Regions from separate parts of the Sus scrofa genome. Here regions 1 and 3 are each linked to region 2. Evidence: chromatin contacts called from public HiChIP or PLAC-seq data. All regions are on one chromosome and are shown on one strand. The core of a region is the stretch at or near the end of the contact, and the rest is flanking DNA. Distances in the headings are between cores, read along the strand shown. Region 1 has its middle 110 kb from the start of NCOR2. Region 2 has its middle 19 kb from the start of RFLNA. Region 3 has its middle 99 kb from the start of SCARB1.

Region 1 (2,993 bases), core at 8-2,507, 290 kb before region 2:
GAGAGAAGTGTTGACACGTGTCGCAATGTACGTGAATCTCAAAATCTCTATACTAAGTCAGAGGTGGGCAAGCCTCTTTTGCAAAGGCTCAGGCAGAATATTTCTGGCTTTGTGGAACTTCCTGTCTCTGTCTCAACTCTCCTATTTTACCTTTGCGGTGTAAAAGGAGCCAGAGATAGTGCCTAAAGGAATGGGCATGGCTGTGTTTTAATAAAACTTTTTGTGAGCCCTGAAATTTAAATTTCCTATCATTTTCACGAGTCATGAAATATTCTTCTTCTTTTGATTTTTTTTTCAACCATGAACTAAATGTAAAAACCCAGGAACTCATTCATTGCTGGTAGGAAGGCAAAAACAGCAGAACTGCTTGGGAACACTTTTTGGTGGTTTTGTATAGAACTGAAAGCGCACTGACCCTGCGATCCAGCTACTGCGCTTTTACCTGTTTCCGAAGGGAGGTGGTAACTTACGTCCGCACAAAAACCTGCCCGCGGATAGTTATGGCAGCTTTACACATAATCGCCCCAACTGGAAGCAGCTGTGATGCCCTTCAGCAGGTGAATGGATAAACTGTGGTCCATCCAGACAATGGGATTTTATTTGGCACTAAAAAGAAATGAGCTAGCAAGCCAGGAAAAGACATGGAGGAAACATAAATGCCTATTTCTAAGTGCAAGAAGCCCATCGGAAAAGGCTACCTATGTGTGATTCCATCTTTCTGACATTCTGGGAAGGTAAAACTAGGGGGACACTAAAAAAAGCCCAGTAGTTGTCGAGGGTTGTGGGGAGGGACGGATGAAAGGCAGAGCAGAGGGAGTGTTGAGGGCTGTGACAGTGCCCTCATGGCAGGTATCTTTTATTATACATTTGTCCAAACCCATAGAGGGCCCAACACCAAGGCAGAGCCGGAATGTCAACTGTGGAGTCCCGGGAAAAATGACGTATCCATATTGATTCAGTCATTGTAACAAATGCGTCACAAGGTAATGCAAGATATTAATAACAGAGGAAGCTGTGTGTGGCGGGGGAGGGGGGTGGCGAGCAGGGCAGGAATGTGGGACATTTTGTACCATCTGCTCTGAGGTCAAGGCTGTCGGTCCTGTTCACCGTCTGGTGAGAAAGGAAGAGACACTTAGCAAACGTCTATTGAGTGAATGAAATGAGGTTAATTCCTCTGGGCCAGGCGGGGCAGGTGGGACGGGCTGTTAGCCTCGGGGGAGACTTTTGTCCCTGGAGCTTAATGGATGGACGGATGGATGAGGATGAGTCAGGCTCACGCGGAGTCCAGGAAGTGAAAACAGCCAGAGCAGAGGCTGAGACGTGGACAGGGCCTGTGAGTTTGGAAAAAAGCAGCTGGGTGTGGCCAGAAAACAGGTCAGGAGGCCAGGGGGGTGGCTGAGCATGTGAGCGTGTGGTCCCCAGGGTAGAGAGAAAGGGATCAGGTCATTTGTGGTCACATGTCCTTTGTATTAATTCCTCACGGCTACAGGCCAGTCTCCCTCATCCAGAGTGGTGACACTGGGCTGTTGGGTCCCTTTGCCTGGAAGCAGGTTAGGTCTGGGCGGTAGTTTCTACAGAGATGGCCAATTTTGGCTTTTTAGGCCCACATCTGCTGCATATGGAAGTTCCGAGGCCAGGGGTCGAGTCAGAGGTGCAGCTGCCAGCCTACACCACAGCCGCAGCAACACGGGATCTGAGCCACGTCTGCAACCTAGACCACAGCTCACAGCAATACCAGATCCTTAACCCACTGAGCAAGGCCAGGGATCAAACTTGCATCCTCATGGGTACTAATCAGGTTTGTAACCCACTGAGCCACCACGGGAACTCCCGGAACCTCCACTCCCGGAACCTCCACAAAATTCTTAATCACACCTGCAAAGTCTCTTTTGCCCTGGGTTATAGTGAACCCCTCAAAACTCAGATGTTGAAGCCCTAATCCCCAGAACATCAGAATGTAACTGTTTTCTGGAGATAGGATCTTTAAAGAGGCAATTGTGTTAAAATGAGGTCATTAAACCTCAGCCTACTGGCACCCACCCTCCCCTAGAAGGAGAGGAGATTAGGATACAAAGAGAGCAGAGGCGCAAGCGCACACACAGAGAGCCAGCTGACCCAGTGAGGACACAGTGAGAAGGTGGTTGTCTGCAAGCCAAGGAGAGAGGCCTCAGGAGAAACCAGCCCTGTCCACACCTTGACCTTGGACTCCAGCATCCGGGATTGTGAGAAAATATATCTCTGTTGTGTAAGCCCCCAGTCTGTGCTATTTTGTTATGGTAGCCTGAGCTAACACACCAAGTAAGGTAACATCCTCAGGTTGTGGGGGTAGGACAGCCCCTTCTGGGGGTGGGGGTGCGGGGTTATTCTTCCCACTACAAGGTGAGGATGCAGAAGGGGATGGACCCTGAGGGGAAGGAGGGGTGGGTGGGACACTGGACCCAGGTACTAGCTACTGCACCCTGCAGACCCTGGGGCAGCAGAGAGGCTCATATATTCCTTTTTCTGGGCGCTTCCTGATTCCCCAGTGGGGAGGGGGGATCCCATGATGGTTTTCAGCCAGTGAATGTGAGTGGAAGTGACAGTTCCAAGCTGAACATTCATTTGCCAGTGCAAGACCTTCCAGAAGTCTCCTTTGGCCACACCACCCCGCAGCCTGGGTCCAGGGGTGAGGACGTTGTACAGCAAGGTCCGTGGCTGACACACCATGCACTTGTCGTGTGAAGGACAATAAGACTTTGTGCGTCAAGTCACGGACATCATAGGGTTGTTTGGTAACTGCAACATAACCTGGCATAACCTGACGATTACAAACTCCCTTGCCCAACCACCTGGATAAGAAGTTGCCCCTAAGAATCTCACCAGCGTGGCCGATGAGCATATCCAAGTGGGGTGATAGAGGTGAGACCTGCTTAGAACGGCGACTGGCACAGAGCCTTCTCTTACTGTTTCTGCTATTAGTGTTGTGGTTGTTGTATGAGCACCACCCGCAGTGA
Region 2 (2,970 bases), core at 142-2,641:
GAGGATATGCATGATTTGGTAGGTCCAGGGCGGGGCCTGGGAATCGGTTTTCATCTAGCAGCCCAGGTGCTTGTGATGCCAGTGACTTGCAGCGCTCACTATGGTGGTGGGGGTGATGCCCCAGGTTGGAGCTAGACCCTGGCCACTTCACTTGCATCTGGCCAGCAGGTCCCCAAGACACTAGGGTTGGCTTCTGGGACCAGGTGACACAGACACTGTGACAACTGAACTGGAGTAATCAGGGTGGCTTCTTGGAGGTGGTGGTTCTTAAAGAAAGGATGGACCGAGTGGAAGAAACCTGTATGGGCAGAGGTTGGAGGAGGACACCGGCGGGGGGGGGGGGGGGGGGCGGGAGGACAGGATTTCTGAGAGGGAACAAATAACGCCCAGTAAGGTAATTTGCTGGTTTTATGAAGTTGGGGGCTTGTTGGCTTGCAAGATCGCTGGATGGATTGAGGGAGAAACAGGCTAGGAGACCAGTGCGGGGCCAGTATGGGGAGCTGGCACAGTAGAGAAGGCCAAGACAGAGCCCCCTTGCCCCTGGGATGGGGTCGAGGCCAGACCACTTATGGGGCAGGTGAGGGGCCCTATGACGTGCGAGTGAGGGGTCACTGTGGAGCCAGCTGCCACTTAATGGCCACGTGACCCTGGCCAAGTCATTTGAACCCTCTGTGCCTCCGTTTCCCCATCTGTAAAATGGGACCGTGATACAGCTGTGAGGAGTGCCTCAGAGAGAGGATGTTTAATTCGGCCAAGACATGGTTTACTCGCCTGTGCACGAGTCACAAGTGGGACAAGGCAAGGAGGGAAGACAAGAATGTGTTCGCTAGGCTAGGAGGGAGGAGGAGAAGCTTCAGCTGATCCGGTGAAGCCTATCTGCTTGTTAACGTGAGTAAACTGATTTGATCACGGGCAGCTGGTGGGAGGGCTCCCTGGGCTTTCGGCCCTAGGAAGGCTAAGAAGAGGCCTCAAAAGAAATCGGTTTGGGAGTTCCTGTTGTGGCTCAGTGTGTTACACACCCAGCTAGTATCCATGAAGATGAGCGTTCGATCCCTGGCCTCACTCAGTAGGTTAAGGATCCCGCATTGCTATGGCTGTGGTGTAGGTCGGCAGCAGCAGCTCCAGTTTGACCCTTATCCTGGGAAGTAACATGTGCTGCAGGTACGACTCAAAAAAGAAATGGGTTTGTTTTCAAGGATTCTCCAGGAAGCTACGAGGGTTGAGCTGTGTTGGCCATGTGGCAAGCTGCCTTCCACCCCACCGCCTCTGGATTTCAGCCAGATCCTGCTTCCTCGTTAGAATTTGTCACCAGCCACCTCACAGTCATTGGGAAGATTAAATGCGTAAGATGCTGACAGCGGGGCCGGGCCGTCTGCAGGCAGTGAGTGCTCTGTGTACGCATCAGCCGCCACGGCTGCTGTTCTTGTGGCTACTCTGGGGAGAGGAGACGGGACAGTGGACGGAGTATCTGTTGGGGATGGGGGAGGGGAGGCTTCCAGGTTGGATGTGAGGCCTGCGATTGGCAGGGGTGACAGCAGAAGAGGCGGAGGCGAAGGGAGTCGGGACGAGTGTTTGTGGGCCAGAGCCAGCCCTTGAGCGTGGGAAGTGTTCCTGCCCCTGCGAGAGACGGACGACGCCCTGAGCTGCCCCCACCAGGGTCCCTGCTCAATTCAATTGCAGCAGAAGCTTTACGGTCCCAGCCACCAGGGAGGTGAGACCCTGTGCCCGTTTTGCAGATGCTTAGAGAAATTAGGGACAGGCTCTTTCCAGCGCCGTGCCCTTCCCCTCCCAGGGGCCTTAGAGAGGGACATCTGCCCCTCTGGGGGCTTGCCTGATGCATCGGGATCGGGAAGGGGGGCTGGGAGGAGGGCAGTCGATGGAAGGACCTTTTGCAGGCAGCATCCTGAGCCTGGGCAGCGGGGCACACTGGCCTCCAGTCTTTATTTGGGGGTTAGAACTCCCAAAGGGCTGGGGCAGGATTTAGAGGAAAGTAGCACCTCTTTCTGCCGGGGTCTGAGGAAAACCGGGGTGCGCTTGGGGGCCCACAGCCCGTGCGCCCCACCAACTTCCTCTTCCTCCCTGGCTGGGCCTCATGGAGCCCCCTGCGTACAAGAGGCAGGCTGGGGTTCCAACATCCCCAGGGAAGGAGAAAACCTTTGGCAGCCAAAAGACCCTTGGAAATATTCCAAGTGCAAGAGAATGACCTTGCTCGCTTCTCAGAGGCATGCATGCTACCTGGTCCCCAAGGAGACACTGAGATGGAGTTCAGAGAGCATGAGGCCCATCAGGGGTGACACCGGCAAAGACAAAGGGACCAGAAGCAGGACCCAGCAGGGACTAAGTCTTGGTCAACCAAGAGCCAAGACCCATGGAAGGGGTCCCATCCCATCTAGCTCCCACCGGCTGGGCACCGGGAAGGGCCTGGCTGCAGCTGGAACACTATAGCTGGAGGCCATCAGCTGCTTGTGTGCCTCAGAGGTGGCTTCTTGCAGAAGGACCCCAGGGGCACCGCCAAGGTCGAGGATTCACTGGCACCATAACTGCACGTGTTGGGAAGCCCCGCCCATGTTTCCTTCAAAGTGGACAGATTAGAGTTGTGACTGGAAAGCAAAGTTGAATCTTCCTGGTGCCAGCGATGTACCCCCCAGGCATGCATGTTTGCATAGAATCCCCTCTCTCAAGAACATGTTCCAAGGCTGCTTAATGTCTCCCTCATTGCGCTCACAGTCTGGGGTTCCAGAGGCCCCTCAAGGACAAGGATAAGATGGGAAGATGTTGTAACATGGTCAAGGCCACTGCTTAGTGGAGGCAGCTCAGGGCCCTCCTCCAGGGACAGGGCAGGTGTTGGGGGGTCCACCGAGGCCCAGCATGCAGAATGCAAAGCATGGGAGCATCAAACATGCAATTCCCAGGACCTTCCTTGAAATCGTCCCCCAGACAAGTCCCAGCCTGGAGCCTGGGCCTCTGCAC
Region 3 (2,978 bases), core at 125-2,624, 420 kb before region 2:
CCACTCTGTGTCGGACATTCGTGTACATATTAGGAATTGTCTTGGGTTGGGTCCCCCAGTTGGAAATGCTGACAATACCAGCAGGTATTGGGTTTTGCATGTAAAAGTACACCAAAGTGGGAGTTCCCATTATGGCTCAGTGGTTAATGAATCCGACTAGGAACCATGAGCTTGTGGGTTCAATCCCTGGCCTTGCTCAGTGGGTTAAGGATCCGGCGTTGCTGTGAGCTGTGGTGTAGTCACAGATGTGGCTCAGATCTGGTGTTGTTGTGGCTCTGGCGTACGCCAGGGGCTACAGCTCTGATTAGACCCCTAACCTGGGAACCTCCATATGCCACGGGTGTGTGGCCCCAGAAAAGACAAAAAGACCAAAAAAAAAAAAAAGTACACTGAAGCAAAGGGGACAAAGAAACAGTCAAAACGGCTCTATTTGGATCTGTTAGAGCAGCAATGTCATCTGTCTCAGAAGTACAGTGGTGGACAGAGCAGGAGAGGTCCCTGCCCTAGTGGGTTTACATTCTAGCGGAGGCGACAGTGGCGGAGTAAATGAATAAGTAAGGTAACTCCAGAGTGTGACGGGTGCCAGGAAAGAACTAAAACAAGTGACATGATGAGAGGAGGTGTTTGGGGGAACAGGTGCTACTTAGATGAAACAGTGGCTCCAGAAGGGCTTCTAAGAAGTGCTGTTTCTGCTGATTCCTGAAGGATTTGAAGGGGTCAGGCAAAGAGCCCTTTGGGAACCTAGAACTGCATGTACAAAGGCCCTGAGGTAGCTACATGCAGACTAGAAGTGGGTGGGGTGTAGCTGGAGTGTAGTAAGCCAAGCCTGGTGATGAGGTTGGAGAGCTCTGCAGGGGCTGAATCAGGCTCTGGATTTTAAGCACAGTGGGAGCCACTGGAAGGTCTTAGGTTGGGCAGCAACGTGTCGCTGATTGGCTGTGTGGGGAACTGAGGTGGGGACAGGGGTGGATGAAGAGGCTTCTAGCAGGAGACACTCTATAGTTTATAAAACCTCTCTTGCTTCCTGCTTTTGCCATGGGAACCCTCAGAGCACCCCTGAGATGGCGGGGAAGTTGGGGGGCGGGGGGTAGGAGAATCAGGCCAGTTTTACAAGGGAGGAAACTGAGGGAGCATTACAAGGGAGAGAAGCCAGCCGAGCACGGCCGAGCATATTCCCTATTTCTCCTTCCTTCCTGCTTCCTAAGTGAGCCCTTTAGGAGAGGCTGCAACCTTTTGCTTTTCACTCTTAAGCCCCTGCCCCCGTACCTGCCCTTTGCAGTTTGATCTTTATTTATGTGTAAGCATTTGGTCACCCTCTGGCTCTGTCTTCCTCCTTAGACTCCCGAAGCGCATGAGGGCAGATGCTCTGTCTGTAGACTTCCCAGCGGCATCCCCAGAGCCTGGCACGGTGTCTGGCTGGTAGGTGTGCGTGGAATAAATAAACGAACTGTGGGTGAGTGGCAGTGTTGGGGGTGTGAGTGGAGGAGGAGAGAGTGCGGGGCCCGCATCCCCACCGCATCCCCCACCCCCACTTCTCCCCTCCTCCTCTTCCGTATTCAGGCCCCAGGGCCCGCTTAGGGCCTTGTTCGTTGACGGGAGTGCAGGCTTTGGCCACCAGGGGGCGCTGTGGACTCGCCCTCCGCAGGGTGGCCCTGGTCCAGGGTACAAAGACCTGTGGGCCTGCCTGAGCCACGTCTGTATTTTTGAGGCTCTGGATACATTAAGAGTAAAAAAAAAAAAAAACCCTGACGGATCAGGGCTGCATAACCTGTGCTCCCTTGTACGTTTACGCTGACCATGTTAACAGTTTCCACACATAAAGACGCCCAACGACATTCCCGTGTGAAATTGCAGGGTTTGTAAAGTTATTAATTAGCAATGTCCGCAGAGGGCAGGATTGGCTGACTGGGAAATGATTCGTTCCGTCTGGGCGGCCGGGCAAAGGACAGTACATTCAACCCTGGCTGGAGAATGGCTCCTGAGTCTGTGTGGCCACATGGCTGATCCCCCAGGGACGGGCCTGATCCTCAGCAAAAATCTCAGAAGCTCAGACAAACTCTGGGCCCTGGTGAACCAGTTCTTCTCCTAAAGCTGGTTGTTGCTGACATTTATTTTTTTTTTTTTTTTTTTTTTTTTTTTTTTTTTTTTTTTTTTTTTTTTTTTTTTTTTTTTTTTTTTTGTCTTTTTTGTTGTTGTTGTTATTTCTTGGGCCGCTCCCGCGGCATATGGAGGTTCCCAGGCTAGGGGTTGAATCGGAGCTGTAGCCACCGGCCTACGCCAGAACCACAGCAACGCGGGATCCGAGCCGCGTCTGCAACCTACACCACAGCTCACGGCAACGCCAGATCCTTAACCCACTGAGCAAGGGCAGGGATCGAACCCGCAACCTCATGGTTCCTAGTCGGATTCGTTAACCACTGCGCCACGACGGGAACTCCAACTTTTTTTTTTTTTTTTTTTTTTTTTTTTTTTGTCTTTTTTGTTGTTGTTGTTATTTCTTGGGCCATGCTGACATTTATTGAGTGATTTCTACACTGTTTTCTTTCTTTTCAAAAAAATATATTTTTTTTTTTTTTTGTCTTTTTGCTATTTCTTGGGCCGCTCCCGCAGCATATGGAGGTTCCCAGGCCAGGGGTCAAATCAGAGCTGTAGCCACTGGCCTACGCCAGAGCCACAGCAACGCGGAATCCGAGCCGCGTCTGCAACCTACACCACAGCTCACGGCAACGCCGGATCGTTAACCCACTGAGCAAGGCCAAGGATCGAACCTGCAACCTCATGGATCCTAGTCGGATTCGTTAACCACTGTGCCACGACGGGAACTCCTCAAAAAAATATTTTAAAAATATATTGTCTTACTTGCTCAGGGTATAGTCTGTCTGTCTGTCTTTCTTTCTTTCTTTCCTTTCTTTCTTTTTTCTTTCTTTCTCTATGGCTGCACCTGCGGCATATGGAAGTTTCCAGCTTAGGGGTCAAAT

Evidence for each region. HiChIP or PLAC-seq counts read pairs in DNA pulled down with a chosen protein or histone mark.
Region 1: an H3K27ac HiChIP or PLAC-seq map of alveolar macrophages shows a contact between it and region 2. The contact joins two enhancer-like sites. A contact is called at or near these places in 1 of 47 Hi-C or Micro-C datasets (fetal heart ventricle) and 1 of 2 datasets of contacts at active chromatin or transcription factors (alveolar macrophages).
Region 3: an H3K27ac HiChIP or PLAC-seq map of alveolar macrophages shows a contact between it and region 2. The contact joins two enhancer-like sites. A contact is called at or near these places in 1 of 5 promoter capture datasets (liver), 9 of 47 Hi-C or Micro-C datasets (embryonic fibroblasts, epiblast stem cells, fetal heart ventricle and 5 more) and 1 of 2 datasets of contacts at active chromatin or transcription factors (alveolar macrophages).

The regions. Positions count from the first base shown.
Region 1 is chr14:28,535,409-28,538,401 of Sscrofa11.1, forward strand. No RefSeq gene overlaps it. Among named protein-coding and RNA genes, the nearest start is that of NCOR2, 110 kb to the right of the region's middle. Within about 2 kb of position 1,258, at least 19 of the 83 cell types and tissues checked have an H3K27ac peak or open chromatin away from gene starts, as enhancers often do. A contact at or near this core is called in alveolar macrophages, where this site is marked.
Region 2 is chr14:28,820,425-28,823,394 of Sscrofa11.1, forward strand. No RefSeq gene overlaps it. Among named protein-coding and RNA genes, the nearest start is that of RFLNA, 19 kb to the right of the region's middle. Within about 2 kb of position 1,392, at least 4 of the 83 cell types and tissues checked have an H3K27ac peak or open chromatin away from gene starts, as enhancers often do. A contact at or near this core is called in alveolar macrophages, where this site is marked.
Region 3 is chr14:28,399,172-28,402,149 of Sscrofa11.1, forward strand. No RefSeq gene overlaps it. Among named protein-coding and RNA genes, the nearest start is that of SCARB1, 99 kb to the left of the region's middle. Within about 2 kb of position 1,375, at least 26 of the 83 cell types and tissues checked have an H3K27ac peak or open chromatin away from gene starts, as enhancers often do. A contact at or near this core is called in alveolar macrophages, where this site is marked.